2 separate regions of the Canis lupus genome follow, and region 2 is linked to region 1. Evidence: chromatin contacts called from public Hi-C data. All regions are on one chromosome and are shown on one strand. The core of a region is the stretch at or near the end of the contact, and the rest is flanking DNA. Distances in the headings are between cores, read along the strand shown.

Evidence for each region. Hi-C and Micro-C count contacts between places; a contact is called where the count stands out from the background.
Region 2: a contact with region 1 is called in a Hi-C map of liver, with 4 times the contacts expected there. The contact joins the enhancer-like site here to the promoter of SRRM1 in region 1. A contact is called at or near these places in 3 of 9 Hi-C or Micro-C datasets (amygdala, liver and skin fibroblasts).

The regions. Positions count from the first base shown.
Region 1 is chr2:74,445,265-74,453,037 of UU_Cfam_GSD_1.0, reverse strand. SRRM1 (serine/arginine repetitive matrix protein 1) reads left to right here and starts at 3,568. Exons shown (of 18, transcript XM_038531575.1): 1 at 3,568-3,684.
Region 2 is chr2:74,806,606-74,814,378 of UU_Cfam_GSD_1.0, reverse strand. All of the region lies in intron 1 of IFNLR1 (interferon lambda receptor 1), which reads right to left. Among named protein-coding and RNA genes, the nearest start is that of IFNLR1, 10 kb to the right of the region's middle. Within about 2 kb of position 2,693, at least 4 of the 20 cell types and tissues checked have an H3K27ac peak or open chromatin away from gene starts, as enhancers often do.

The DNA.
Region 1 (7,773 bases), core at 2,319-4,818:
CCAAATTTATATTTGCTGACTGGTTCCCATCTGGTCTCTAGCCAGCTAGACAATGTGTCTAGCTTTACAAGACAATGTCATAAGGACCTTGCCCAGCTAGGGAATTTGGGTGTGGAAGATAAAGACAAAAAATTAAAAAAAAAAAAAAAAAAAGGTTATTTAGAGTAACAAGAGTTGTTACTCATTTTAAATGAAGTCAAGAATGATTTCAATCACTAATCACTATTATGGCCACTATTATCAGAATGGTCCCAGGCCTGAGGTGAAGAAAACTCACCCAAGCCCCTCTGGCTTTCCCTTTCTTTCACCTGGGTTTAGGCACAGACTGGGAGGCATTTGCTGACCAGATTAAGGAAGGCTTATTTGCTCATTCACCAATAGGATAAGATATGTCTACATTCCCTCCTCTAGCTATTTGCTTAACACCTACACAAATGTCAAGCCATTTATGATGTTGTGGTTTCAACCTTCCGCAGATAGACCAAACCCTACAAGTGAGTTCTGCTGTATGCTGGTTGTGTGGTTTTAGGAAATGAACTTCTCCTTCCTGGGCCTCATTTGGTCATTTCTAAAATTGGGATAATAATTATGTATTAATTTTTAAGGGCTGCTGTATAGATTACCACAGATGGGGTGATTTAAATGACATAAATTTGTTTTCCCACAATTCTGGAGGCTAGAAGTACAAGACCAAGGTGTTAGCAGGGTGGGTTTATCCTGAAGCCTCTCTCCTTGACTTGTAGATGGCCACCTTCTCCCTGCATCTTTACATGGTCTTCCTTCTGCGTGTGCATCTGGGTCTTCCTAGCTTCTCATAAGGACACAGACATATTGGATTAAGATCCACCTAATGACCTCACTTTAACTTAATTATCTTTCTAAAGACTCTATCTCTCCAAATACAGTCACATTATGATGTATCGGGGGTGAGGACTTCCACATGTGAACGGGAGAGGAGAGGACACAAGTCAGTCCGTAACATCCTACTAGGTATTATTGTGAGGACTGAATTCTCTAACGTGTTTAAAGCACTAACACAAAGATTGACATAGTATATTCCCTGATGTAAATATTACTATGAGGTCCTACCTAAAAAGATACTGGCACTTGAACACAAGAGAACATAGAGCAGGAAAAGATAATTTTCCCATTTATGGTTCCTTGTTCCCCATCTGATGGGCATTTGTGTTGTTCTTCCAGCTTTTCTTTTAAAAATACACCAACACAATGCCTGAATGTAACATCTGTGGGGGAACTTTCTATAGGATAAAAAGCAAAGCAGGCAGCTATATTTTTCTGTTGCGACATTTGCCTGTTGCTTTTATCTTCTGGCTACATTATAAACTCCCTGAGGACTGTCTTAAGCATCCCTGGTATTCTTTACTACATCTAAGAACCCCAAGGTGCACATAGTCAGGGCTCAGTAAAAAACCCACCAATCAAACCAACAGTTCAGTGTCTTTGTCATTGTTTGCTTCCCTCTGAGAGGATAGACTGCCATCTAGTGAATCTGGCTATTAGACTGGGAAAGAGAGATTCAGAAAATCTCAGACTGCTGTTCTATGTCTTACATATTTGATATTTATGCATGCAAAAAAAAAAAAACAACTAGAAATCTGCTTATTGTTTGACAGCTTGATATATTAATGGTAAATTCAACTAAGCTTTTATTTTCTTTTATTGCCAAGAGATTTCTGCCCTTCATATAGTCAACCTCATAGTGAATCTGATTAGTGACAGTAAAATAAATATGGAGAAGGCCATGAGAAACTCAGGAATCATAAAGTGTCTATTTAGTATTAAAAATGTGCAGTATAGCGAATGCAGGAACACTGTAGTGCCAAGAAGCTATTATTCCTGCACTATAATGCCAGACTTAATTTGACTACTAAATTTTTTATTTTATTTTTATTTTATTTATTTATTTTTAAAGATTTTATTTATTTATTCATGAGAGACACAGAGAGAGAGGGGCAGAGACACAGGCAGAGGGAGAAGCAGGCTCCATGCAGGGAGCTCGATGTGGGACTCGATCCCAGGACTCCAGGATCACGCCCTGGGCCAAAGGCAGGCGCTAAACCGCTGCGCCACCCAGGGATCCCGACTACTAAATTTTTTTTTTTTTTTTTTTTTTTTTTTTTCCGACTACTAAATTTTTTAAAAAGATTATTTATTTATTTGAGAGAGAGAGAGCAGGAACAGTGGGGAGAGGCAGAGGGAGAGAGAGAAGCAGTCTCCACCAAACAGGGAACCAGACACAAGGTTCAGATCCCAGGACCCTGAGATTATGACCTGAGCCGAAGGCAGCCGCTTAACGGACTGAGCCACCCCGGTACCCCGACTACCAAAATTTTTAATAATAAAGTTGTAGTTAAACTTGTTAAAATTTCATACTTTTTTGTTTTTAGAGATTTTATTCATCTATTTGAGAGAGAGCGCATGCGCACACACATACACACAAAAGCCTTGGGATGGTGGGGAATGGTAAGGAGGAGCAGAGGGAGAGGGAGAAGCAGACCCCTCACTGAGCAGGGAACCTGATACGGGCTTGATCTAAGGCCCCGAGACCATGACCTGAGTAGAAAGCAGATGCTCAACCAACTGAGCCACTCAGGTACCCCCAAATTTCATACTTTCTTGATAAAAGTTTATTCTTGTATCCAAAAGTGTATTCTATGATGGAAGTCTTTAGCTTTGGCAGAACATTGTTTTTAACACGCAGCTATTGTGCATTTGGCAAAAGCGTGTGTTTGTTGCCCATATACTTGGAACTTCTTATTTGCCAAACTGGTTTGGGTGCTGATAATGAAGAGAGGAGACAGTTCCTGCTTTCAAAGAGTTTTTGTGTGCTGGGGCAGGAGGGGGTACACAAGAGTGGAGATGAGCATGTACATGATTAGAATATAGTAGAAAATATGTTAATAAGTAGAATATGAAGAACCTGTTTGCAAAGATCTGGGTCTAAGGGTTTGGGGGCTGAGCAATCCCCTAAAAGATACTCAGATGGTAAGTACTAAGTTCCACCACTAGAAATGCTTCCTAGAAGAGGTAACACCTAAACTAAATCCTGGAAGAAGAATCAGAGTTGGTTAGTTAAAAGGATTGAAAGTAGAAAAACAAGGTGGGGAGGGCAAAGCAAAGCCTGGAAAGGAGAGAACAGTAGTTCTAGATCAAAGGGATAGAATATGTACAAAGGTTCTGAGGGGAGAGAAAGAATATATAGTCCCTCCTAAATCTGAAAGTATACAAACTCTTATGCTTATGTATTTTTTCTTTTTTGTTTTAAATTTTAAGTAATCTGTACACCCAACGTGGGGCCCAAACTTACAATCCCGAGATTAAGAGTCACATATTCTTCTGACTGAGCCATCCAGGTGCCCCTACATTTTCAACTTTCCAACACTTGCACTGGTAGCCAGCCTCCAAGATGGCCCCCAATGGTTCACACCCTTGCGCTGTCCCCTCCATCACTGAATATAGGTAACCTGTGTCATCAAAGGGATAATGTGGAGACTATGGTGTATGACTTCTGAAGTTAGGTCATAAAAGACACCATGGCTTATGTCTTGCTCTCTTTTGGATCATTTGCTCTGAGGGGAGCCAGCTGCCATGCCATGAGGATATCCAAACAGCCAAAGGAGGGGTCAATGTGGCAAAGACCTGAAGCCTCATGCCAACAGCCATGTGAGTGGAACTTCTTGGAAACACATCTTCCAGGCCCAACTGACTGTAATATAGGCCAATATCCTGACTACATTTTCTTGAAAGACCCTGAGCCAGAACCAAAGAAGCCACTCCAGATTCCTGATCCACAGAAACAGTGCATGATAGATAACATTTATTCTTTCAAGTTACTAAAAATTTGGGGGGTTATTCGGCAGTAAATAATGAATACGCTCCCTGATGTGCTCAAAGACACCTTCCAAAGCAAAATGCATCAGCTTTTATCCATCATACATTTTCATTTTGATTATGGGATTATTTTAGTCCATAGCTTGTCTGGTAAATTTGTGCTGGGATTTTGAGATATTTTTTGAAGATGGTTATTCCATTTTACCTAGGAAACACAAAAGCAGAGCTGAAAGAAAGAAAAGACAGGGATGGAAGTGGGGATGAAAATACAAGCTGAAAGAGGTGAGAAAATTACAAAAAGTGCACATGCCTAAGGGACAGTTATGTTCAGTCATCGTGGCTCTAAAGGACAAAGGGTAGTGGCAGCAGATAGAACAGGTCCATTATCCACAGCAATCAACAAACAGTGTAGGAAAGCATTTGATGAGATAGAGAATCTTTGAATCTGTGCCCAGAAGATTGACAACAAGGTTGGCTGCCCCTTAGCTTTTTGAGGCTCAGGGCTTATTTGGGGACTTAAAGACCGACCTAGCAAAGAGCCACCAGTGGCTCACTGGGATAGCATCTTGGCTTTAAGAGCCATTTTGATCTCCACAGCATCAAAGTGAGCAGGAGATGGCATCTGCAAATACCTTCACTGCCAAGGACTTCACTGCAGGGAGTAGGCTTATCCTTCTCCCCTGTAGGGAGTTTTATCTCCCTTGGCAGAGTTTTCAATGTGGACACTTCCTGATAGAATAAATGTTTATACTACTTCAAAGACTCCTCATTAGTAGAAATGGCCTTTGGTGACTGATCCAGAGTCTTATCCATACATTCATTCAACAAATATTTATTGAGCTCCAAGAATGTGCTAGATACTGTTCTAGACACTAATGAACAAGAAACTCATAAACTTTATTTTTTTTTAATTGGGGGCATGTAAACAGTAAGCATGTAAACAAAATAGTTAACAATGGGGGGCATGTAAATAGTAAGCATGTAAACAAAATAGTTAACAATGTCAACTACTATTAGGCACTATGAAGAAAAAAATAAAGCAAGGTATGATAGAGTGAATGGGGAGAGGGTTCTGCTATTTTCGGAAGGCTGGTCATAAAAGGCTTGTTTGAGGAAGCGATATTTGAGTCACTTAGTAACTTTAGGTTTACCAACACACAGACAAGAGACTGATTTTTGACACCTGTTTATAACTAGACCGTATCTGTAGTTCATTGTAGCTGCAGCTTAGAAGGGAAGGATGTGCAAATGGAGAGGGGTCCTTGTGATGAGTCTGAAAAAGGGAACAGTAAATGAATCATAAGGGTGTCTTATAAGCCACAGTAACTAGCTTCGACTTTATCTAGAGGATTGGAGAGCCACGGAAAGGTTTAATTTGGGGAGTGAAAGGATTAAGATTATTATCTTAGAAAATCACTCTTGAGGGGCACCCTGAGTGGCTCAATCAGTTAAGCGTCTGACTTCAGCTCAGGCCATGATCCTAGGGTCCTGGGATGGAGCCCTAAGTCCAATTCCATGCTCAGCAGGGAGTCTGCTTCTCTTTCTCCCTCTGCTTCTTCCCCTGCTTGTGCTCTCTCTCGCTCAAACAAATCAAACCTTAAAAAAAGAAAGAAAGAAAGAGAGAGAGAGAGAGAGAGAAAGAAAGAAAGAAAGAAAGAAAGAAAGAAAGAAAGAAAGAAAGAAAGAAAGAAAGAAAGAAAGAAAGAAAGAAAATCACTTTCAATATAGGGTAGAGACATCAACCCTGAAGGGAGGGGAAATGGTTAATAGGTTGTTGCTGCGATGACCCAGAGAGTAATCCAAATTAAAAAGAGGCAATAGGGCTAGAAGGAAGGCAACAGAAATGAAAAGGCAAGATCTAGTTACAGTAGAGTATGAAAAAGAGAATGATGATGGGGAGAAAGGTAGACTCATTCATTGAGAATGGGAAAACAAAGTTGAGGCAAGTAAAAGAAGATGAATTCAGTTTGGGACATGTTGAGTGTGAGGTGTTTACAGGACATCCCAAGTTCAATGTAATAAGAAGTTGCATATATAGGTGGGGCAAAAGTATGTATGAGATAAATTGATTTAGCAGATGAAATGGCCATTGAAGCCAAGAGAGGACAGATAAGTCATCTTTGTTGAGTGAAAAGTAAAAAGGGTCAATGGCGGAACTGCAAGGAAAATCAACATTTATGGGATTTGCAGCAAAAAAGAGTAAAGAAAAGATAAACAACACAATGATCAGAACCAGTGAGAATAGTCAGTGAGATGTGGGACATTGTGATTTCATAATTCCATCTGTTCTGTTCTGTGGAAGCCAGTCAGTCACCTTCCCATCTTTGATTCTCTTACAAAGCTGTTGTTCATTTAACAAATTTTATTGAGCCTCTTGGCACGGTTATTTTTTTTTTTTTAAGATTTTTAAAATTTATTCATGAGAAACACAGAAGAGAGAGGCAGGGACACAGACAGAGAGGGAGAAGCAGGCTCCATGCAGGGAGCCCATGCCCAGGAGTCCGGGATCACGTCCTGGGCTAAAGGCAGATGCTCAGACAGCTGGGCAGCTGGGCCACCCAGGTGTCCCTCTTGACACTGTTCTTGATGCTAGGGACAATGAGCAAAAAAGACAAATGCCCTGACTTTAAGGAGTTTACATTCTAGTGTGGTGAACGGATAAGAAACAAACATTTTAAAAAGGTAAAGAAATATAAGGTGGTAAATGCTATGGAACAAAAAGTACATTAAGAAGCATCGGGAGCCTAGAGAGGGTGTGTAAGCAGTTTCCAGGGGGTAACTAGGAGGGTAGACCTCCTTGACTAGGTGATACTTGAGCAAAACCTTGACATTTGCCAAGTAGATACCTGGGGGTAGAGCATTTTAGGCAGAAGTTACAACCAATGCAGGGGTCTTGAGGCAAGAGCAAGCTTAGGAAGTCCAAGAGGTGAGCAGGGTCAGGGTACTAGGGAGGAATTCAAAGAAGGAATCGGGGGACACCGGGTAGGATTTTAGCCTGTTCTGAGGAAAACGAGGGACTTTGGGAAAGTTCTGCGCTTCAGACTGAGGTGTCTAAGGTTTCCTAAAAGGGAAAACTGCTCCACTTAGAATAGACGCCGAGTGGCAAGGGTGAAGCAGAAACTGAGGCAGAAGGTGCCGGCGCCCTGAGCCAGGACTGCAGCCCCGCGGGTTTCCTGATAACCTGGAAGTGGGCTGAAGGCGAAAGAAAAGTCGAGAACACCACCGAGGCTCGCATCCTAAACAAAGGAAAGCTGCGGCCGCGGACGGAGGCAGGAGACTCCGGGGGGGAGCGAGGGGCGGGTGGGTTTTCCGGGGTGTGTGGGGAGGGAGGGAGGGAGCTCAGTCCCGGGCCACGAGCCGTCCGTGAGGCGTATCCAAGCGGAAATGTCAGGCAGGAAGCTGCCGGGACGGACGGGCTCAGGGACGGGGACGCGCGCCTGAGCCGGAGGCCCAAGCCGTCGTCAGCACGGAAGCGGCCTTCGAGGCACCCACAGCCCGGAGCGGCCAGCGCCGCCGCCGCCGAGCAGGGAAGGGGGGAGGGAGCGGCCGTGCGTGCGCGTCCGGGAGGGAACTTGAGGAGACCCGGCCAGAGGGGCCCGCTTCCCGCCCAAACGGGCGAGCCGTGTGAAGACGGCGGCGGGGGCGAGCGAGGAACCGGCTCTTCACCCGCTACCACACAGCTCGACTGCTTAGAGTCGGTCTTAGTCACTGGTAAACGCGTGAAAGCGACACAACCACAACTTCTACGGTGACACGAAGGGCCGGCAGGCCCCGCTCCAGCGCAAGGGCCGCGTCGCCCGCGTCACTCTGAGGTAACAGCCTTCCTCTTCAATCGCTCCCTGGAACACACACACTCACACCCCTCCCCCCAGGGCGGGAGGCCTCCTCCACTACGGGTCGAAGGATGGGTCAAGTCACGCT
Region 2 (7,773 bases), core at 1,444-3,943, 360 kb before region 1:
CTCTGCAGCTTATATTCCTCTCTGCCTGAGAACCTTGGTCATCAACTTTTTCTTGGCTACTCTCTGAGATCTAAGTTTTCTTGGTTCCCAGGGAATCCTTTTTGTCCCTTCCATCACCACCCCTCCCTCACTAGGACTCTGACATGCTTGAGTAAGGCACTATCTCCAGAAGCTTCCCACTGGAATGCACATGTTCCCAGCAGTGGACAAATCTTCAGCTTGCCCATTGCTCACTGAATAGTGTTCTGGAGGGAACATTCTGACAAGCTCTTAGCAGGCAACAGAGTCAGGACACCAGGTGGAAAGGGCTTTATTTATGTATTTTTTTCCTTTATAAGATTTTACTTTAGAAAAGCGAAATGTGTGTGCAGGAAATTCAAAAAGCATAAAGAAAGTTAAAAGGGGCTCAGTAGGTTAAACATCTGCCTTTGGCTGAGGTCCTGATCTCAGGGTTCTGGGATTGAGCCCCACATCGTGCCCCATATCGGCAGCGAGCCTGCTTCCCCCCTCTCTCTTCCTCCTCCACAGCCTACCCCACATGTGCGTGCTGTCTCAAATAAATAAATAAAAATAAATCCTAATCCTAATCCTACTCTCCAGAGAGACTCATTGCTGCCATGTGTGTCTATCTTCAATAGATGTGTACGTGGAGAGCATTTTTATATGCATTTTTGTACTAATTTTTCATTTAGCAGTATGTAATGAGCATATCATCTAAAACCTTTTTTTAAATCTAATTTTTTTTCCTTTTTTAATAACTGCTTTCAGAAAAGCTGTAACAATTTGGGTTTCCATGAGGTGTGGATGGGTAAACTTTGGAAGGAGTAGGATGGCCCTCACCCACCTGGACACACACTTTTGCCTTTAAGTGGACGAAGACCTCTGCTGGGAGAGAGCAAGGTCAGAGAGCTCCCAGGCACCTCCTTTCACCTACAAAGCCTGTCTGTCCCTCCACCCAAAGTCTTTCTTAGATAATCAACTGCATTTCCTAAGAATGAACCCCAGGGGGCACCACACACCAAAGAAAAGTGATCAAAACTGAGCCTTTGCATTGGACCGAGACACTTCTGCGGCTAGTCCAAGGCAGAGAGAGACCATCTCTCTTGGGCTCCATGAAATCCTCCCTACCTGACCTCCTGCAACCACTGGGTAGTGTGTGTGTGTGTGTGTGTGTGTGTGTGTATGTGTGTAAAAACTCTCAGATGTGCCCATAGGAAACTCTGGGAGTTAGAGGAGTCAAGGAGCATATAACATCAGGGTAAGGGCTGGATTGCAGCTTCCCTGGTGTGCGTCTTTAGGCCAATTACATCACTGTTCTGGGCCTCAATGTTTCTCATCTGTCAAATGGGAGTGAGAATTTCCTGCCCTTTTTTACTGTGTGTGTAACATATGCAAAGGCATTTTGAAAATCAACACTCTGCCCAAATCTAAGGACTCTGCTGGCAGTGTGGAGACCAAATGCAGAGGGTAAGGACACATGTAGCAAGGCTGGGTAGGTGTCAGTCCAGGGTAGATCATAGCGGTGGCAGCTGTGAAGGTGATGAGCAGTAGCTGGATTCTGGACATATTTTGACGGTAGAATCAATGAGATTTGTTGGAACATTTGATGTGGGATATGGAGGTAAGAGGGTCCAGGATGATACTGAGGCTTCTGAGTGAGCGAGTTAAGACATAGGTTAGAGGACTGGGCCTCGATCCCTTTCTTGGGGAACCATAAAACTCACACTAGCCAGTAGGTTGAACTAGTTCAGAGACAAAGACATGCCTGATGCACACGCCCCCACATCCCTGCTGGCGCCCCCGGGGGACGTCATTAATGCATCGTGGCACCAAGAATCCTTCTCCACAGGGGTCGAGGCAGCCACTACCAAGTCAGTGGATGTGACAGAAAGATGAAAGACCTCCATCATCCTGGGACTTGACAGGAGGCCCAGGAAGACAGTGAAAACCACGGGCTTTTGTGTCAGAGAGACCTGGGCTGGAAAGCTAACCTTGCTACAAACTAATCTGAGACCTCCGAAAAGACAATGTATCCTTCCTGCTTTGGTCTCATCATCTGACAAATGGGGTTAATAATGGTTCCTATCCTATGGGGTCATTGGGGAGATTAAATGGGAATAATCCAGGAAAATTACTTAGTACTGTGTCTGGGGCACAGGAAGCTCTTAAGAAAAGCAGCAGCACTTCTCCCTCTGCCTGTGTCTCTGCCTCTCTCTGTGATTCTCATGAATAAATAAATCTTAAAAAAAATAAATAAAAGCAGCAGCAGCAGCAGCAGTAATAGCTGTTGAATGGTGTTATTCCAGCTTGAACATTCCAGAACACAGCTAGCTCCCTTACTTGCGGTTTCTGACGTGCAGCACAGAGGTGCTGTAATGCAGGGGCTTTCCAGCAGGAGGCACTGTTGACGTTTACACCTCTATTACAGAGATTCAGGGACTGGGGAGCAATTTTGGCCAGAGTAGCGACCTCCAGGGTCTGTCCTGGAGGCTGCCTAGACCCTTTTTTCTCGTGGTACAATAAACGGAGCTCCTGGCTGCCCCCAAACTGCAGTGTCTGAGCTTCCTTCACTGGGCCTGGCCCCATCTTCCCGGACACTGTTCTTGGCCTCCACCTGCAAACCCAAGCGCAGCCACTGACCCTGGCCTTCCAGGCGCCAGGGCCTCCCCCTGTCCAGCCTTCCAGCTGCTACGGATGTCCCCGGAGTGACCAGGCCTGTGAGTGCCTTCCGGGCACTTTGCATGTTGTGCCCATTTGGAGTTTGGGTCTTGCATCCACCCTCCCCGTTCCGCTCTGTAAGACCCTTGTCCCGAGTCCTCGTCTTCAGAACAGGAGGGAGACGGCGGTGGGTTCTGCTAACTCCGTGATGCCGAAGGTGCATGTTCCAGAACACACCCCAGCTCAGGTCACGGGCAAGCTAAAGGGGAAACCAGAACCTGGGTGTCCCCAGCCTCAGGCAGGGGTGAGTCACTCGCCACCCAGACCGCATTCATTGTCAGACTCAGGCATTCATTTGGCATGTGTTGAGCACCTGTGATTTGCCAGGCACCGTGCCAGGGCCGGGCCAGACCGAAGTGGAGGAAGGCCCTGCGGTGGCCCCCGGAGGGCGAGGCGGCGCTCAGATGGGGCATAACAGTGCCCAGCGAAGGTGCCCTGATGGGGGGAGAGGTGCTGGTCGTGGGGGGGGGGTAGTCTCTCCATGCCTGTGGTAACCCTCGAAACCACAGCCTCACTGAAGCAGGTCCCTTTCTTGAAGGGTCCACCTTGGGTCCATCTTTCCCCATGCCCAGTGGCCAACAGGGACTCCGCCTCAGCCTCCACATCGCTCTCTTGGCTAAATATCACCTCTTGCCTGCCTCCCCTGCGCCCCCTACACATACACAACACACACACACACACACACACACACACACACACGACTCTACACACGAGAGAGCATGCACCCACATACATGCACTTGGATACACACACAACTGCTCAGAATGAGGTGACGTCACGTGAAAGCCCTGGAAGAGGGCCAGGCAGCTGAGAAGCAGCCTCTGAACAACCTCTTTTCCTTCCTCATCCGGCTGTACCCCCTTCCACCCCCTCCCCCACTTCATGCCCCTTCTTGGTCTGGCATCAGAGGCCTAGAGAACATCTGTCCCCAGCCTTTATCACTTTCCACTGCTTTGTACACAGGAGATGCCAGGACTTATCACTTGATAAACTATGGTGTGCCTTGGCCACCCTCCCTCCCTCTGTCCTGGATAAGAAATCTGCGATCTTTGGCACGTATTTGTTCCACAGAAAGCTACCAGTAGGTCATCAGCCGTCACGGTGAACAAATGAGAAAAGAAAACAAAACTCAGGCTGCTTCTTGGGGCTCTGGTGCCCCAAACCACAATGACACACCTGGTGGTTTTCAGGGGAAGGCAGTTTGGGGTGAGCCCACACACTGGCCGGGGAATGTCACATGAGTCAGGTGAGGTGGGTAGTGTTTATTATATAGGTTGATAAAAATAACCTTTTTTCCTGCACCCCAAAAAACAATACACATTAGCTGTACAAAAAAATTAGGAACTAGAAATGTTAGCTATAACAAAGAAAAGGCAAATGTGTACCTGTCACCCCACCACCTAGAGGTACTGGGAATGACCTGGGAAGTTGCCCATAGGCCACACACCTTTCTTTTTTTCTTTTATAGAATGAGTTCATACTGTATATATGCATATGTGTGTCTATATATAACATATATAAATGTATATAGATGTGTGTATGTATATAGAACCTGTCCATTTTTTAAAAGATTTTATTTATTCATGAGAGACATAGAGAGAGGCAGAGACATAGGCAGAGGGAGAAGCAGGCTTTCTGCGGGCTGCCTGATGCGGGACTTGATCCCAGAACCCTGGGATCACGACCTGAGCCAGAGGCAGATGCTCAACCACTGAGCCACCTAACTGTCCCCCTTTCCCACCCCAGAGCCACCTCCTCCGGGGCCTGGCTTCATCCTTCTGAGGCGGGCAGTAGTCGCCAACGCTCGCAGGGCTGCATGCCAGGCTGTTCCAAGCAGTTCACCCAACAAGGGAGGGGCTATTGCCATCTCTCTTTCTGGGTGAGGACACCGAGGCGCAGAGCGCTAAAGTCACTTGTCTGATGTCACTCCATCGGTCGGGGGCAGAGTCGTCATGCAAACCCTGACTCTTTCAGCCCAGAGTCTGTGTCCTGTAGTTTCTGGGGCTTCCTGACCCCTGGCAAGAAGTCTGCTTCAAATCCTGACTCAATAAACACGCAGGTGTCAATATTTAACCAGGATCAGAGTTACACCAGCCAAAGACATACCTGTGCTCTATGACATAGTCTCTAATATGATTTCTTCTAGCTGATTTTGGAAAATTTCTGGCTGCAGCTACTACATCGCTTTCGAGACTCGTAATAGCTTATGACCTGCAGTTGGATGATCATTGTGGCTGTCGTTTCTTCCCTGCCCCAGGGAAGCCCTTTCTAAGGTGTGCACAGTGTCTCCGTTGAATCCTAGGAAGTAGCCAGCACAGGCGCTGCGACCCCATTGCAGAGGGGAGAAAACTGAAGACCAGGGGGTGAGGGCTGGGGCAGGTCCTGCGGGGGTCCCCCAGAGAGCCCTGGGATTTCCCATCTAGAGACGGGCTGAGGACAGACCCAGGTACAACTGGCCTTGTGTGGAAGAAGCTCCAGGCTACAAGGTGCTTTTACTGAGCACCACTCTTTGTGGGCTGTCCCATGCCTCACAGCATACAAGTTTAGGTCAGACTTCACAGGCAGTAGGGGAGTTAGGAGCCCTCTTGTTGTAGATAAGGCAGCTGAGGCTCAGAGAGGTCGGGTGACTTGGCCAGGGCCCCCCAGCCTCTAAGAAGCCCTGTCTGGTTTGGGTCTGCATTGTGTTCCCAGAACCAAGCTCAGAGCCTGAAACATAACAGGGGCTCAGTACACGCGTGGGCCTGGCGGACCCCAAAGCCCTCTCCCTCTGCCGTTGCTCTGTGATTTCCTCATTCGCCCCCTCCCTGGGAAGCACGGTCCTGGGGCTGGGCAGGCTCCAGGGTAGTTTGGGGCTTGCTCGGGTTCTGCCTCGGCAAGGGTCCCTGGGGTGGGTACTCTGCTGAGTTTCGGTTCCAGGTCCCTGCACGCTAGCTGGGCCCTGCCCTGTCAGCTGAGAGGGAGGGAGGGAGGGATCTAGACCGCTCCCCTGGGCTGGGGTGGAGGAGCCTGGCCGGCGCCTATGCTCACAGGGCCTCTCCCACCCCTTGCCACTCCTGGCTCGGGCCTCTGGTGGGGCCCGAGATCTCCGGTCCTACCTCCAGCCTGAGTCGAGTTCTCACTCCTGGGGCTCCCTCCACCCAGGGAGCAGGCACCTGCTGGAGAAGCGGTGGGGGGCCGGCGGGGTGGGGGGAGAGGGCTGAGCCTCAGGGCTGAGATCACACTTCCCCTGGTGGAAAAGAACAGACTCAGAGCCTTACACCCTCGGTTCTTTTTGGAATGTGCATTGCCCCAGAGAAAGGAGGTGAGGTCCCTGGAGTCTTAATACTAACCCTTCCTTCCTTGAGCAGAAAAGGATCTGACCCCCAGCAGGAAGCCCAAAGCTGACTCAGGAGATGGTTCTGGACCTGGGAGGGGAGGAGGGGAAGGATGAAGGGCTAGAAGCCAGGGCAGAGAGCCAACAGCTGGCTTTGACAAGGCACCGCATGGTTTGGAAAGTGCCAAGTGTCCCAGGGGTGTGGCATTTTCACCTCCACCCTCCTCCCTGCCCATCTGGGCCCCACCCCTCCTAAAGAGCTGCTGACTCAACACTCCCTTCCTCCAGGAAGCCTTCCTGGATTGATTTTATCCTGCATTGCCTGGCATCACTTTGCATCCTCTGTGAGGGAAGGAGGTAAGAGACTGAGACCCAGCTTGGTGTAAACTCACACTCCAGTCATGAGCCTCCACATCACGGAAGTGAGCTTGCACATTGCAGGAGGCCCCAGCTGTCGCTTGTTTTCTATCTCATGCTCAGATGTTGGGTCCCTCTTTGGAAATGGCCGTCAGCAGGAGTTTGCAGATGAAAACACACACACACACACACACACACACACACACACACACACACACAACTACTTGATCATTTTATCTTGTTTTTTGCCAGGAACAGTAAACGTTTCTAAAGTGAATTCTGGTGGATGCCTAATAATGTTAACCCACCCACCCAACTCTCCCACCAGAACAAGGGAGTCCTGTGGTCAAATAGATCTGGGACTGTGGGGACAGGGGGTGCCAATTTCTGTTGGGCAAGCCTTCTCAGATCTTTAACAGTCTGTGCACATTATGAATCCCTGAGCACCCAAGGTTTTCCAAATTTACTTGACCTCCCAACTTTTTTTTACAGTGAGACATCTCATGGGCCTAGACTGCTACTGAGTACCCTTTAGGAAATGCTGGGACACAGAATATTCTAGAAAGGGCAGACCCAGCGTAGCAATCACTTGTAGCAATAGCACAGTGTACTTCCATGGTCTGAGGGCTAAAGGTCTGTGCTAGACCTTTCTGTGGATCTCAGCACATTCTCAAAACAATTGGTGATTGTATGATTCTGGAAGGAAGGAGGGAAGAGTATCTAGGTCATTTGGTGTGTTAATTCGTGATAACCTCCCAAGCCATGGGCTTATATTACCTGGAGTGATGTTCAAAATATTTATCAGCCCCTCAACCCACGTGGCGCAGGCATTGACCAATATGCAGGCATACCTTGCTTTATAGCCCTTTACTTTATTGCACCTTGTAGATACTGCATTTTTTTCTTCTTTTCTTTTCTTTTTTCTTCTCTTTTCCAAATTGAAGGTTTGTGGCAACCGTGCATCAAGCAAGTCTATTTATCGTTGCTATTTTCCTGACAGCTTTTGCTCACTTTGTGCCTCTGTGTCATATTTTGGTGATTCTCACAATATTGCAAACTTTTTCATTGTTATTTGTTATGGTAATACATGCTCAGTCATTTCAACTCTTTGAGCATCAGATGATGATTAACATTGTTTAGCAATAAGATATTTTTAAAATATTTATTTATTTATTTATGATAGACAGAGAGAGAGAGAGAGAGAGAGACACAGGAGGAGGGAGAAGCAGGCTCCATGCAGGAAGCCCGACGTGGGACTCAATCCCAGGACTCCAGGATCGCACCCTGGGCCAAAGGCAGGTGCTAAACCGCTGAGCCACCCAGGGATCCCCGCAATAAGATATTTTTAAAAGACATGTACATTGTTGTTATAGATATAATACTAT